2 separate regions of the Danio rerio genome follow, and region 2 is linked to region 1. A link is a contact called in public Micro-C data. All regions are on one chromosome and are shown on one strand. The core of a region is the stretch at or near the end of the contact, and the rest is flanking DNA. Distances in the headings are between cores, read along the strand shown. Region 1 overlaps LOC141380307 (a long non-coding RNA gene). Region 2 has its middle 69 kb from the start of cirbpb.

What was found. A called contact is a pair of places that touch in the nucleus more often than the background predicts.
Region 2: a contact with region 1 is called in a Micro-C map of caudal fin, with 2.7 times the contacts expected there. The contact joins two enhancer-like sites. A contact is called at or near these places in 2 of 18 Hi-C or Micro-C datasets (caudal fin and an unstated tissue).

Annotation. Positions count from the first base shown.
Region 1 is chr22:18,257,799-18,264,283 of GRCz12tu, forward strand. LOC141380307 (a long non-coding RNA gene) reads left to right here. Exons shown (of 2, transcript XR_012398129.1): 2 at 5,157-6,485. Among named protein-coding and RNA genes, the nearest start is that of cirbpb, 20 kb to the left of the region's middle. Within about 2 kb of position 2,278, at least 29 of the 62 cell types and tissues checked have an H3K27ac peak or open chromatin away from gene starts, as enhancers often do. A contact at or near this core is called in caudal fin, where this site is marked.
Region 2 is chr22:18,306,396-18,312,880 of GRCz12tu, forward strand. No RefSeq gene overlaps it. Among named protein-coding and RNA genes, the nearest start is that of cirbpb, 69 kb to the left of the region's middle. Within about 2 kb of position 3,851, at least 15 of the 62 cell types and tissues checked have an H3K27ac peak or open chromatin away from gene starts, as enhancers often do. A contact at or near this core is called in caudal fin, where this site is marked.

The DNA.
Region 1 (6,485 bases), core at 1,028-3,527:
TTAATGTCAAAGTAATTAACGAACAATGCACGAGAGAAAGACTCATTATCATTATCATAATAGACATAAAAATATTAATATAAACTAATAAGGTAAAACATGACCTATAGTGTAATTTTTTTAACAAATAATTTTAATATTTGATAATTTCAATGTCATTACCATAAGGCAAAGTGAAGAATTATTATTTTCATAACCATTAATTATATAATGACATACTTGAATTGTAAAGTCTAAATGAACCATGTTAATACTTGCTAATATCAATGTAATTATCATAAGGAAAGGAAAAATCACCATAATCGACATAAAACAAATCAAAACAAAACATAAATTTCAAGGACTTAAAAAATCTGTCATTAGCGTAACTTAAATATCGATAATGTATGATTACATAAATTATGTTAGTATTTCATTAATTTATTCATTTTCATCCTGTCTCCACAGTGCAATGAATCACCAACTATTCTGGAATATGTTTTACGCAGCGTATACCCTTCCAGCCACAACCCAGTACTGGAAAACACCCATACACACTCTTACTTATAAACCACGGCCAATTTAGTTTATTTAATTCATTTATAATGCATGTCTTTGGACTGTAGGGGAAGCCGGAGCACCCAAAGAAAACCCATACAAACACGGGGAGAACTTCACATAGAAATGCAACATAGGCTCATTCTGAATACGGAGCCCTATATACGTTTCTGGAGATCATAAATTATGTAGCCAGAGCTACATATGGCTACATTTCATTTTTAAAATGAACGCTACGGGGCGGTATGATGTCGTTCCTTTTATACGCTTACCAGCTGACTGCTTACCTCCGCATGGACGGCTTTTCCGGTTATACCAGTTTGTCAAGTTAGCTCGCCATGTATGTCAGCGGACTTGAGGCGCAGAGAGGAGTTGACCATGATGACGGGGTTCCAGTCCATTAAAGAACAGTTAGAGAAAGCGGGTAAGACAAAATCTAAATCCAAAAAAACAAAATAAACAAGTAAATAACAGGGTGAGAATGTGTAATAGGTAAAAAATCAGATGAGGGCTTTTCTTTTTCTGTATTGCTTTTGAAAATTTTTGGTTGGGTTTAGGGAAGTGGGTGGCCAGGTCAATCAATACTATTGGTTGGGTTTAGGGAAGGAGAAGGGTGGGCCAGTCGGTCAGTTAGTCACTCAGTCATTCAGTCAGTCAAACAGTCAGTTGACAGCCGCCCCTGGTGGGTTTACGTGAGAACAGCTTGGCGAACGGTACTCGTGAGAAAAATTTGAGATCACAAAAAGCATACATAGTGGCCTCTGGTGGATTCGTGAAAACAAAAACTGAAAAAGACGTAGCTCCTGGGACATATTTAGCACTCTCTAGAAATGCATATAGAGGTACGTTTTCAGAATGAGCCTGGGTTGCAGAAATGCTAACTGGCCCAGCCGGGACTCAAACCAGTGACCTTCCTGCCGTGAGGTGACATTGGTAATCACTGAGCCATCGTGCAGCCTCATAATACTATTCATTAATATTAAAAGAAAAAAAAATCACTCATCGTATTAATGAGAATTTTGTAGGAGAATGAGCGTATATGTTGTAAAATGTCACAATGCAAACCATATAATTTTGTCGTGATTTATCACCATGACCTGTTTTTTTGTGTGTATGAGACTCACACACCTCCATCATCATCCAGATAAACACAAACATGTGCAATTACCTCTTTGTCACTTCAAACAGTTACACAACATTTACCGCATACCACTCGACTTACTGACTATCTCTGTCAAACAACACGAACAAAGACATCACTGTGCAAATGTTCAAAAACACACAAGACAATCGGAGAGAAAAATAACCGACTACGAAATTATAAATAGACCCCTGTCCTGGTTTGATCCAACACCTTTTCTCTGATTTAGATAATTAGGCTGTGTGACTCACAATATTTCACTCCATGTACTGTCCCTTTGGATGAGCTGTCTGAGTGAAGAGGCATGTAGAAGTGTGTGTGTGTGTGTGTGTGCATGTATCATATCTGTGTGGGCTCTAATGTGTGAGCTGGGGGAGAGAAAATGGTGTAAAATGAACAACGGCAAAACAAGCCAAAAACGCAAAAAGCTTTTTATTTGCAGAGCTCGGAGGATCAAGTGCATTACGTACATGTGTATTTCTTGTACATGTGTGAGTCCGCGGCCAAACAAGCGCGTGTGTGTGTATTGCGCCAGCCCACGTGGGTGTGTGCAGTTTTAGTAGGAGCTGAATCGATAACCTGAGGGCAGGGAGTGGAGACGCACAAGGAAATGCAATTCTCTGGTCGCCCACCTCTTCCTGTCCCGCCTCCTCACCAGCAGCCCACAGACCAGCTCGGCCTCTAAAAAACCTGTTTGATTGGGGGAGAGGAAAGGAAAGCAAACAAACATGTGATGAAACAAATAGATGGAGGGATGCAAAGTGGCCATCAATTGGAGACGCTTTGATGGGAAATGTACGGCGACACCTTGGAGCAACAACACCGCCTTTGTTTGCAAACCCTCTTGTGTTGCCTAACAATCCAGAATTCATTTCGCCGTCTGATTCAGTTGCCATTGTTCTGTGCACAATAAGATAATGCGCTTGAGTCAGCACCCTGCGCTTGTGCCAGACGTCTGGCGTGAAGTTTTATTTGCGTAATATAACAATGCTGCATTTCTGACCTGATAGTGCATTGTCGTAGGTAAAAATGAACCGACTTCCTGTGAACTCGCTAGATTGTGTAACTCTTTTGAGGAAATCGGTAAGTCAGCAGTTTCTAAACTGGTGGGTCATGACCCAGAAATGGGCCGCAGATTACAAAAAAAGCAACTAATCATATTTGTGCTTGATTTAACTTTTTGTAGCAGGGTGTCTGCAGGGTCTTAAAAAGTCTTAAATTCACTGAAATAGTGTTGTTGTCTCAAATCTACTGCTTTAAGAAAAAAGTAAAGCTAGGATCAAGCTGACACTCAATCACCAATTATCCATCTCAAAACCTTTTTTTCTCAATATTTTATATTTTATTGCAAAAACATATTACAACAACGATAAGACATTTTTCTCCAGCAAAACCAAAGCAACACATCCCACATGATCTTTTATTAATACAAAAACTATTTACAGAAGTAACCTGGCCATTAGAAAAAAAACCTTAGTGTTTAGCCCCGTATAAATCTAAAATTTCATTCATAATGGTCTTAAAATGGTCTTTCAAGTCTAAAATTTACTGAATATTGTATTGTTGTCTTAAATCAACTGTTTTAAAAATAAAGCTACCCAATCAGGCGGACACCCTATCACCAATTATCCATCTCAAAATTTTTTTTTTTTACTATTTACATTTTTTTTTTTACAATTACGTTTTTTGATACAATTCACAACAACATTTAGACATTTTTACAGCAAATTCTCCAGCAAAACTAAAGCAACACATGATCTTCTATTAATACAAAAACTATTTACAGAAGTAACCTGGTCATTAGAAAAAATCCTTAGTGTTCAGTCTTGTATAAGTGCAAAATTTTATCCAAAATGGTCTTAAAAGAGTCTTAAAATGTCTTAAATTCACTGAAATGTTGTGTTTTTATCTTAAATCTACCGCTTTAAAAGTAAAGCTACCCAATCAGGAATAGAAAACTTGAAAATACATTTGACCACCCCTGTAAACGTCCATACCATTGTGAATGCATGTTTGCGCCAAACATGCGTTCACAAAACATTGTGTGTTCACAAAACATGTTTCTTGTAAAATAGGCATCTGTAGGTGTCCATGAAATTAGATACATAGTTTGTATTTTTATTACACATGCTTGTACTTAAATAGTAAACCAAAAAATAAAAGGCATATTATCAAATATAATCAAAATTATGAGATGCTTTATCCAATATATGTTGTTGCTGAAGTCAAACATCAAAACAACAACTGTATTAAAACACAATTCAAAGTAAAATATGACCCAAAACATCATTAAATATGTACTTTCTAAATTTTAGCAATTTTTTTATATATTATAAATGTTTAATATAATATAATATAATATAATATATTATAATATAATATAATATCCAGTGATGAGTTGCAGCTGGAAGGGCATCTGTTGCATAAAACGTAGCTGGATAAGTTGCCGGTTCATTCCACTGTGTTGACCCCTGATTATTAAAGGAACTAAGTCGAAAAGAAAATGAATGAATGAATGAATAATGTAATAAAATACATTATAACATAATAAATGCAATAATATTTCCAGTTTTTTTTTGCAAACAACTTATCTTAAATCTCGAAAAAAATAGCCATTTATAAATGCCAAAATAAATGCTAAAAGACAAAAAATGTTATCAATATTAAGCAATAAAATGTTTTATCACATATTAGATACAAAAAATAAAAGTACATTTTAATAATAATAATAATAATAATAATAATAATAATAAAACTATTCAAAACTGAAAAGAATAGAATGCACACAACTTCCATGATACAGACACAATATTATTGCTACATTCATAGCCAATCAGAATCCAGCATGCTTTATAGAACTGGAACATTTAAAGCTGCAGACACCAAAACGGAATTTCATCTAATAAAACATATATAACATCTGGCGTCACGGTGGAACAGTGGGTAGCACGATTGCCTCACTGCAAAAAGGTTGCTGGTTCAAGGCCCACCTGGGTCAGTTGGCATGTCTGAGTGGAGTTTGCATGTTCTCCTCGTGTACGTGTGGGATTCCTCCGGGTGCGCTGATTTCCCCACCAGTCCAAAGACATGCGGTACAGGTGAATTGGGTAAGCTAAATTGGCAGTAGTGTATGTGTGTGAATGTAAGAGTGTATGGGTGTTTCCCACAGATGGATTGTAGCTGGAAGGGCATGTGCTGCGTAAAAACATATGCTGGATAATTTAGCGGTTCATTCCACTGTGGTGACCCCTGATAAATAAAGGCACTGAAATATATATCATCCATCCAACAACACACTCTACATTGTACATTGGATCACTTAAGTTCTTCAAAGCCACTGCAGTGGCATAAACACACCAGCAGGGGTCTCCCATTGATCAGCTCACATCTAGCGCCCAACAAATAGACGACAGCCTCTTGAGTAGCTGATCCGGCGAACGACAGCTGTCTAAAGCAGGTTTATGCTCTTTTCCTACAGCAGGGCCTTCACGTCACCTCTGATACCTCGCACGGTAGACCTCATTCCAGGAAAGACCAAGAGAGCGAACAGCTGCCCTCCTCCTTAAATCCCTAAGCCAAGTGCAGTCATACCTTCATATGCCCCCTTTGGACCAACACATTCAACCTTCCACCCACTCATGAAGGAATGGCGAAAGAGGGGTGAACAGGGATATCATGTAAAAATGCTGGAAGAGAATGATGTTATATCACGAAAATAAAAACGGCTGCAGAGAGGAAGGAAAAAGAAAAATTGGGGGGAAAGAGAGTTTGAAGTCATGGAACAAATCCTGGATCCCCGTTCTGTGCCTCATGCAGAACTCAAGCTTGTTTTGTCATGCGCCGAAACGGACCCTCAGGTCATGCTGCATGCCTTCACAGCACACACACACACACACACACACAGGCTTTTGTCTGCAGATGGAAAACAGCATCGGTGCACTCACTTCATGGAAGGAGAGTTCATGGCGAACAATATATGTTCTCGAAGGCCGCGAGATATGTGCATTTCAGAACATTCCTTTGATGTCAAGTGAGCCATGAATCATTTCAAAACCGAGTATTTGTTACGCCTCAGCTGAATGTTTCACCCTGGTGAACAGAAAATGGCAAAAGTTGAGGTTTAGTTCAAGGGGTTGTCACTTTAGTTTGGGAAAGTAATCTGTAATCATAATCAGATTAGCTTTTCTATGGTTTGTAAGAAAAAATTGATGCCAGAAAACCAAAACTTTTATGGATAATTGACTACAAATGGAAAGCTTTGTCTGGGTTTTGATCATTCACTTATAGCACAAGGGTGCAGCCTGAAAATGCAAATGTTTGAAAATGGGTTTTAAAGGGCTATTTTTTCAAATCTAAATCTATTCAAAAATGTTTTGAATGTGCCATCTCAATGTAAACTACACAAATGTGGACTTTGTGAAAATTTAATTTAAGGAAAATGCACATTACTTGGGTGCTTAACAACTAAAAACAACTATGGATAAAATAAATTTTTATCTGCTGTAAAAATGGTCATTTTAAAATTGGTGTTAAAGGGGAAAGAAGGTCGCTGGTTCAAGTCTCGGCTCAGTTGGCGTTTCTGTGTGGAGTTTGTATGTTCTCCCTGCGTCAAGTGGGTTTCCTCCGGGTGCTCCGGTTTCCCCCACAGACATGCGGTACAGGTGAATTGGGCTGGGTAGGCTAAATTGTCTGTAGTGTATGAGTGTGTGTGAATGAGTGTTTGTGGATGTTTCCCAGAGATGGGTTGCGGCTGGAAGGGCATCCGCTGAGTAAAAACATGCTGGATAAGTTAGCGGTTCATTCCGCT
Region 2 (6,485 bases), core at 2,601-5,100, 50 kb after region 1:
GGACTAAGTCGACAAGAAAATGAATGAATGAATTCATTTTTGTTTATTTATATTATTAAGTACTTTGTTCATGTTTTTAAAGACGCAAAAACAATTTGAGCTATGCATCTTTAGAGATGTCTGTCCCTATCAATGTCAAGAGCAAATCTACGCCCTTGGGTATCACGATACTTCAGCTGGGATAGAATCGTAATGTGAATTAATGGTATGAATTAATTACATTAATGAATTAATGGACAACCCTAGGAGGGACACGTCAGATCCTAGAGAGCATCTGGGGTGTGTTTCTGAAAACCATCGTTAGCCAACTAAGATCGCAAGTTCCTTTGTTACAAAGATAGTTCGTTGGTTTAGCGTTTCCCAAATCCGTCGTTTCAACAAACATTCACAAACTGCATCGCAGACTTGTACGCTTGCAACTACACCTCTAGAGCTGTAGCTAGAAGCATAGTTTCTAATGGTTTACTACTTTCGAACAATCCAACATTTAATGATTAAAAAAAACATTAAAGTCGTCTTTCTTAGGTGTAATTTGCTTTCAACGTATTTTTACAGTTCAGTTTTAGCGATCTTCAGATTGACAATTGCTTTTCCTTCGTTGTGCACTTTGAAAACATTTATGTCATTTTGAACACAGCCATGGCTCATGGCAAAAGCTATAGGTCACCTTTAATTTAAAAGCGGATTTTACGTTACATCTCCAAAGTTTGTGAAAACAAAAATATATAGCATACCCTAATGCTTTTAATTTATAGAAGTAGTTTATTATATTTATTTAATGTATAGTATGTTTAATAACTTTTCTGCAGTGGTTTGAATGTGTCAAATTGTAAAAGTAGATTTAATAAATAAATAAATAAATAAATAAATAAATAAATAAATACAAATGAATTACCAAAATAACAACTTTCTATTTTAGATTAGAATATAAAATATTCTCAATAATATTTGTAAAAAAAAAAAAAAAAAAAAAAAACATTATGGACGTTTTACATTCAAACTGACGTGGTTCAAATGATGGATCTGCGACAAAGCAACTACAGTTTTGGGAAACACTTGTCACTACATCATTCTTTTCCCAAATGATGCATCGTACTATGGCAGTTCAGTAGCAAGTGATGTTGTTGTTTGAGAAACGGACCCCTGACTGGTGACAAGATTTGGTGACAAACTGAAATAATAGGTGAAACAAGTGTTGATCCATAAAGGTGGAAGTGAACTGCAAGCTATGGATGACTGTATAATCTAAATGCAATTTGTTTTCACAGTTTTGGTGCACACTTACAGGAATACAATTAACATACTGATATGAATTTATAGATATGATATATGGACCTAAACATTGTTTTGATTTTACTGGAACTTTAAAAGTGCTTTTAGAGAAATTTTAGGTTAGTTTTTACTTAATTGCCTTATTTTGTTCCCTATTAATAAATAACATTTTTATTTGGATGTTCAGTCATTGTATTATTGTGGTTCTAATGAGTATTTCATTCCTTTATTGCTTTTCTTTGTGTAGGGTGTCTTGAAAAGCTCATTTTACATTTTAAGGGCACCATTTAAAGTAAATATTAATATAATACAGTATGTATTTACATGCATATTTCCAGGTATCTTGATATCTATCAAAACATCTAATTTTTCAAAGGTGCAACAGGCTGAAACCAGTGATCTTTAAATGTTGTTGCACAGTTTAATTTCGAAAGATTTGTTATTTCATCAGTTTTGTAAGGATATTGTATAAACAGTTTGATTTGATATCTATCTATCTATCTATCTATCTATCTATCTATCTATCTATCTATCTATCTATCTATCTATCTATCTATCTATCTAGATAGATAGATAGATAGATAGATAGATAGATAGATAGATAGATAGATAGATAGATAGATACACACACGCACACACACACACACACACACACACACACACAACAGTTCCGTCTGGTTCTTGAATCTGATTGGCTAATAGCCATGCAATTTTCAGCAAGAAACAGCACTCGTTCTGCATTTTAACCCTTCACTCGTGTATTACTCCGCACACATACAGCAACAAGCAGAGGACACTCTAGAGTTTGACAAATGCTGCTGCTGTTGGAAAACAAAGTATTTTTAAGACTTTTAAAGGCAAGAATGTAGTTGTTTAGATTGCAACTGTGCAGTTTATTTATAAGGATAGTAAATATTTTAATTATAATTTCGAAAAGAGAAAGTGCATCAGCAGCCCTTAGCCTGTCATTGAGCAAAGACGGTTGACGATGTTCATCCACAAGATAGCGACAGATACCGCATAATAAGCCTTAAGAGAAAAACAGCGTAATTTCAAACTACAGCTGATCAAATCATTATTAAACAGGTAAATGACTTTCTAAGTCGATCTCTCTCTTTTGTGTTCTAGTACTGTATTTATACCATGGTTATATTGTGATCTCCCAATTGCAACAGAGAAATACTTAGAAATCTCTGTAGACTGATGGCATTTCATGCCGCTCAGCCTTATAATCTTAAAATGCGAGCAAAATCACATTTTGTCATCACTTTAAACATTACGCTAGAGAATCATTCAAATACTAGCTCTAAAGTGATGTATACTGCAATTCTGTCAGCTGCAGATGTGAATGAGTGGAGGAAGAAAGTAGTTCCTCTTACAAAAGTTTTGAGACTCTTTGATTTTCTTTTTTAAATACACAGTTATGCTGTCAAACTGTTGTGTAAACACAATATCACACTCGAAGCAGTGCGATGTGGCTGTATATCATCACTCGGGTTCTGCAGCCTCGTGCCAACGCACGCCTCCCACCAGTGCCGATATACAGCCACATCGCACTGCTACTCATGTGATAACTCATGTGATATTTCTCATCTATTTTATATACACACACACACATATATAATATATATATATATATATATATATATATATATATATATATATATATATATATATATATATATAATTTATATATAATATGTGTGAAAAGATAATAATGATAAAAAGATAATCAGTATAAAATAATTTCAACAACTTGTCAACAAAATACTTATTCACATTTAAAATAATAAGCAGTATCTGTATCTGCATCATTAAAACTCAAACAAAAAATACTGGTTGTATCATTTGACATTAACAAAATGTGGAATCGGCCATCCCTAAGCTACATTCAGTTTTGCTTTTAAATGCATCCCATTACAGAAGTGAAAACTATTAAAAGTACTTCAGGATGTGAAAGGAAAGGGACAGTTCACCTAAAATTCTGTCATCATTTACTCACACCTCGTGTCATTCCAAAACCGGCATGACCTACATTCTTCTGCAAATCATAAAAGAGAATCATTTAAAGAATGTTGGTGACTAAGCAATGTTGTTTATCCTTCATTTCCACTGTATATACAAACAACACTGCAACCAGAACGTCTCTTATAAAACACAATGACTTGAATTTAAATTTCTGAGTTAGTCACCACTTTATAAACATGCCACACACAACATCTGCCTCAACCATGGACATCATCTGGAATCTCCAGCTTTCACAGCCCCCTTTATAAACCAACCAACCAACCAACCCCCAACATCCCTCACCTCCAGGCCTCAGATCACAAAGCAGCGCTGCTGGAAAATTAGCAGATGTTCGACAGAGCCAGATCTGTCCATTTGTGCGGAGCTTCAGAGCCCGGCAGAGTCTCACTGGAGCGTTCATGGCCAGCTGCTCCACTGCGATGCCCATGGCATTGCTAATACCAATGCTGATGCCCACTCCCTTTTCATACAATCAGGCTTAGTCATGACACCAGGACCCACAAGACCACAGCACAGATTGAGTCACATGATGGTGAAGGTCAGTCACGCTATACGGCCGAGAGGCGAAACAGCACCTAAATGAGTCACTAACTCTGATTGAAAACCTCGTGAGCTCCCTTGCTGCTATTAAAAAAAGCTGAAAAGTGACTTAATTTTACTCAATAATTAAAAAGTTCATTGTGCTTAATAGAAAAGGGCTACATGAACTGAGTAGAGACCAATTCTAGTTCCCAGCATGCTTCGCGTCATACTGTGTGAGTAAAATAAGTGTTGAAGTTAAGGCTCTGGAGGCAGCATTTGTGCACCAAGACACCTTGTAAAACTTCTGAGACAGCATATTTAATCATGTACAACTAAACAGAGAGAGCTTTGACGATATAACTAAGAAAATGTCTGCTTACTACAACACTATTTTCTCACTAGAAATGCCATCAACAGTGTAAAATGTTGGTCAAAAAAGAACACTTACACAAAAATGACACCCGAGTGACACGTTAAGATGTTGATATATTTAGCTCAATTGTCAGAAATGAAATGCACAGCATTGTGGGATATCGAAGCACCCATTTATGCTGCCTTCGAAATTCAATCTGAATTTGGATTCGGATGTGCCTTGATGCCATCCCACCCTGGAATGCTGCATTTTAAAGCTGTTAGGCACAGCATAAGTGTTATTATGTGTGTTTTTGCACATCTTTAGTGTAGGGAGAAATCAATTTGGGGCTATGTTGAGATTTACAGAGGTTTCTGTTATGTTGTCATTGTTGGGAAGAGCAGAAGCACACAACTTTGCATCTAAAACTTGAGATGAAGCACTTAGGAATGTTTTTTTTTTTAAACAGTACTTCCTTCACCATGTTCATAGATATTTACATTAGATGTCACCTATGCTATTGGTGTCTATTGGAAGGAATGTATCAACAGAGCCGGCATTTTAGTACAGGGTAGCGCTCCTTTGAAATAAATGTGTGACCAAGGTGCAGGTCCCTCTCCTGCCTTCTCTTCAATTTCTAAAGTCTCGCACATACCGGGATGCTTTTCATCAGCGTTTTTCAAGACACTTCCGCATTCAAACCCAAGCGATTTTCACTGACGTTGAGCAGAAGAGTATGCAAAATTCTTCCTTGACGTTAGATGGCGCTACACAACTTTAAGCTTCTGACACTCGCTTATGACACACAAGAAGAAGACAAAGTTGACACGCTTGTTGTTAAGGATGGTTCAAGTAGCAGTTCCAGCTCTAGCGATGAACAAATGAATATTGTTCACTAGTGCAATAAGCATCTCCATGTTCATATCGCCTCTGGGTATCTTCTTCAATGTGCGCTCGCTTTGTTTGCTGACTTTGTTTAACAAAACTATCAAGAAACTAGCCTAGAATTTAGTGTGATTCGGTGCTATTTTGCCTTATGGCAAGTGATTGTATTATCCTCAATAATCGTATAGCACAAAAGTTTGTAACACACACAAACGTAAGAAACGAAATCTTATCTATGAAATTTGATGCCTTTGTGATTTGTTTTCTTGTTTTGCACTGTACAAATGTGATGGCGCTATTGACACATGCTCTGAATCTGTATGCGATACCTAGTGTATATATCTATGCGCCATGTTAACATTGAACAGTTGTCATGCCAACTAGGTATGGTTAACAGAAACTTACAATGCTTGCCCCGCCTCTGAGTTCTTCTGATTGGACTGCTGAGTCCACTGCTGTGACACTTAACCTTCTTTTGACTTGATATAAAACAATTGCACTCACATAGCTAACACAGGCTCATTGTGGATACATACCCCTGTCTACGCTTCTGGATAATGTGAATTATGTATCCAGAGGTACATCTGGCTGCATTTCATCTTTAAAACGAATGCTACGGTGCGGTATGACACCACCGATGGCTTCTGTTTCTATTAGCGCTACCAGTGGACAGCTTTTCTGGTGTAACGTTTGGCCAGTGGCTTGCCACGTATGTTGGCAGTCTTTGGACATGGAGCAGAGTTGACCATGACCACAGAGTTCGAGTCTGGTGAAGAAAAGTTCCAGAAACCAGGTAAAACAAAAGCAAATAAATGAATACATAAATAAACAACAGGCTGAAAATGTGGTGAAATAATGCAGCCGCGATGGCTTTAGTTTTTGTAGATTGCTTCTGATAACACTCTTGGTTGGATTTGGGAAAAGAGGTGGGTGGGTCAGTTGGTCAGTCATTCAGTCGACAGCAAGCTGGCCTGGTCGGCTGAAGTGTATATTGCGCCCTCTGGTGGTTTTATGCAAGAGGAATTTGTGACCATCAAAAAGCATACACAGCGGTCTCTGGTGGATTTGCAAAAACAAAACTGCAATCAGACGTACCTAACGTTACGTATTTCAAAGTCCCCACAAGTGTAGACCTAGGTAGGTATCCACAATGAGCCTGGGTTAAGTGGTTAAGTACATCAACACTTATCATGGTGGTGCTCACGGTGACCCGAGTCCGATTCCCAGCTCGAGGTCCATTAATGATCATGTGCGATGCCCTGCAAAAGACGCAAGATGTGAGTGTAATGGTCATGCACATGTTCTGTGTGACTGGTCCTTAAGACTCCACTTGAGTGCTACATTAACACTGGAGTTTGTGACTTTTATGGAAACAAATTGCACAAATTAGTTTTTTTGATACTTCATTTCAATATTTCAATAAGTA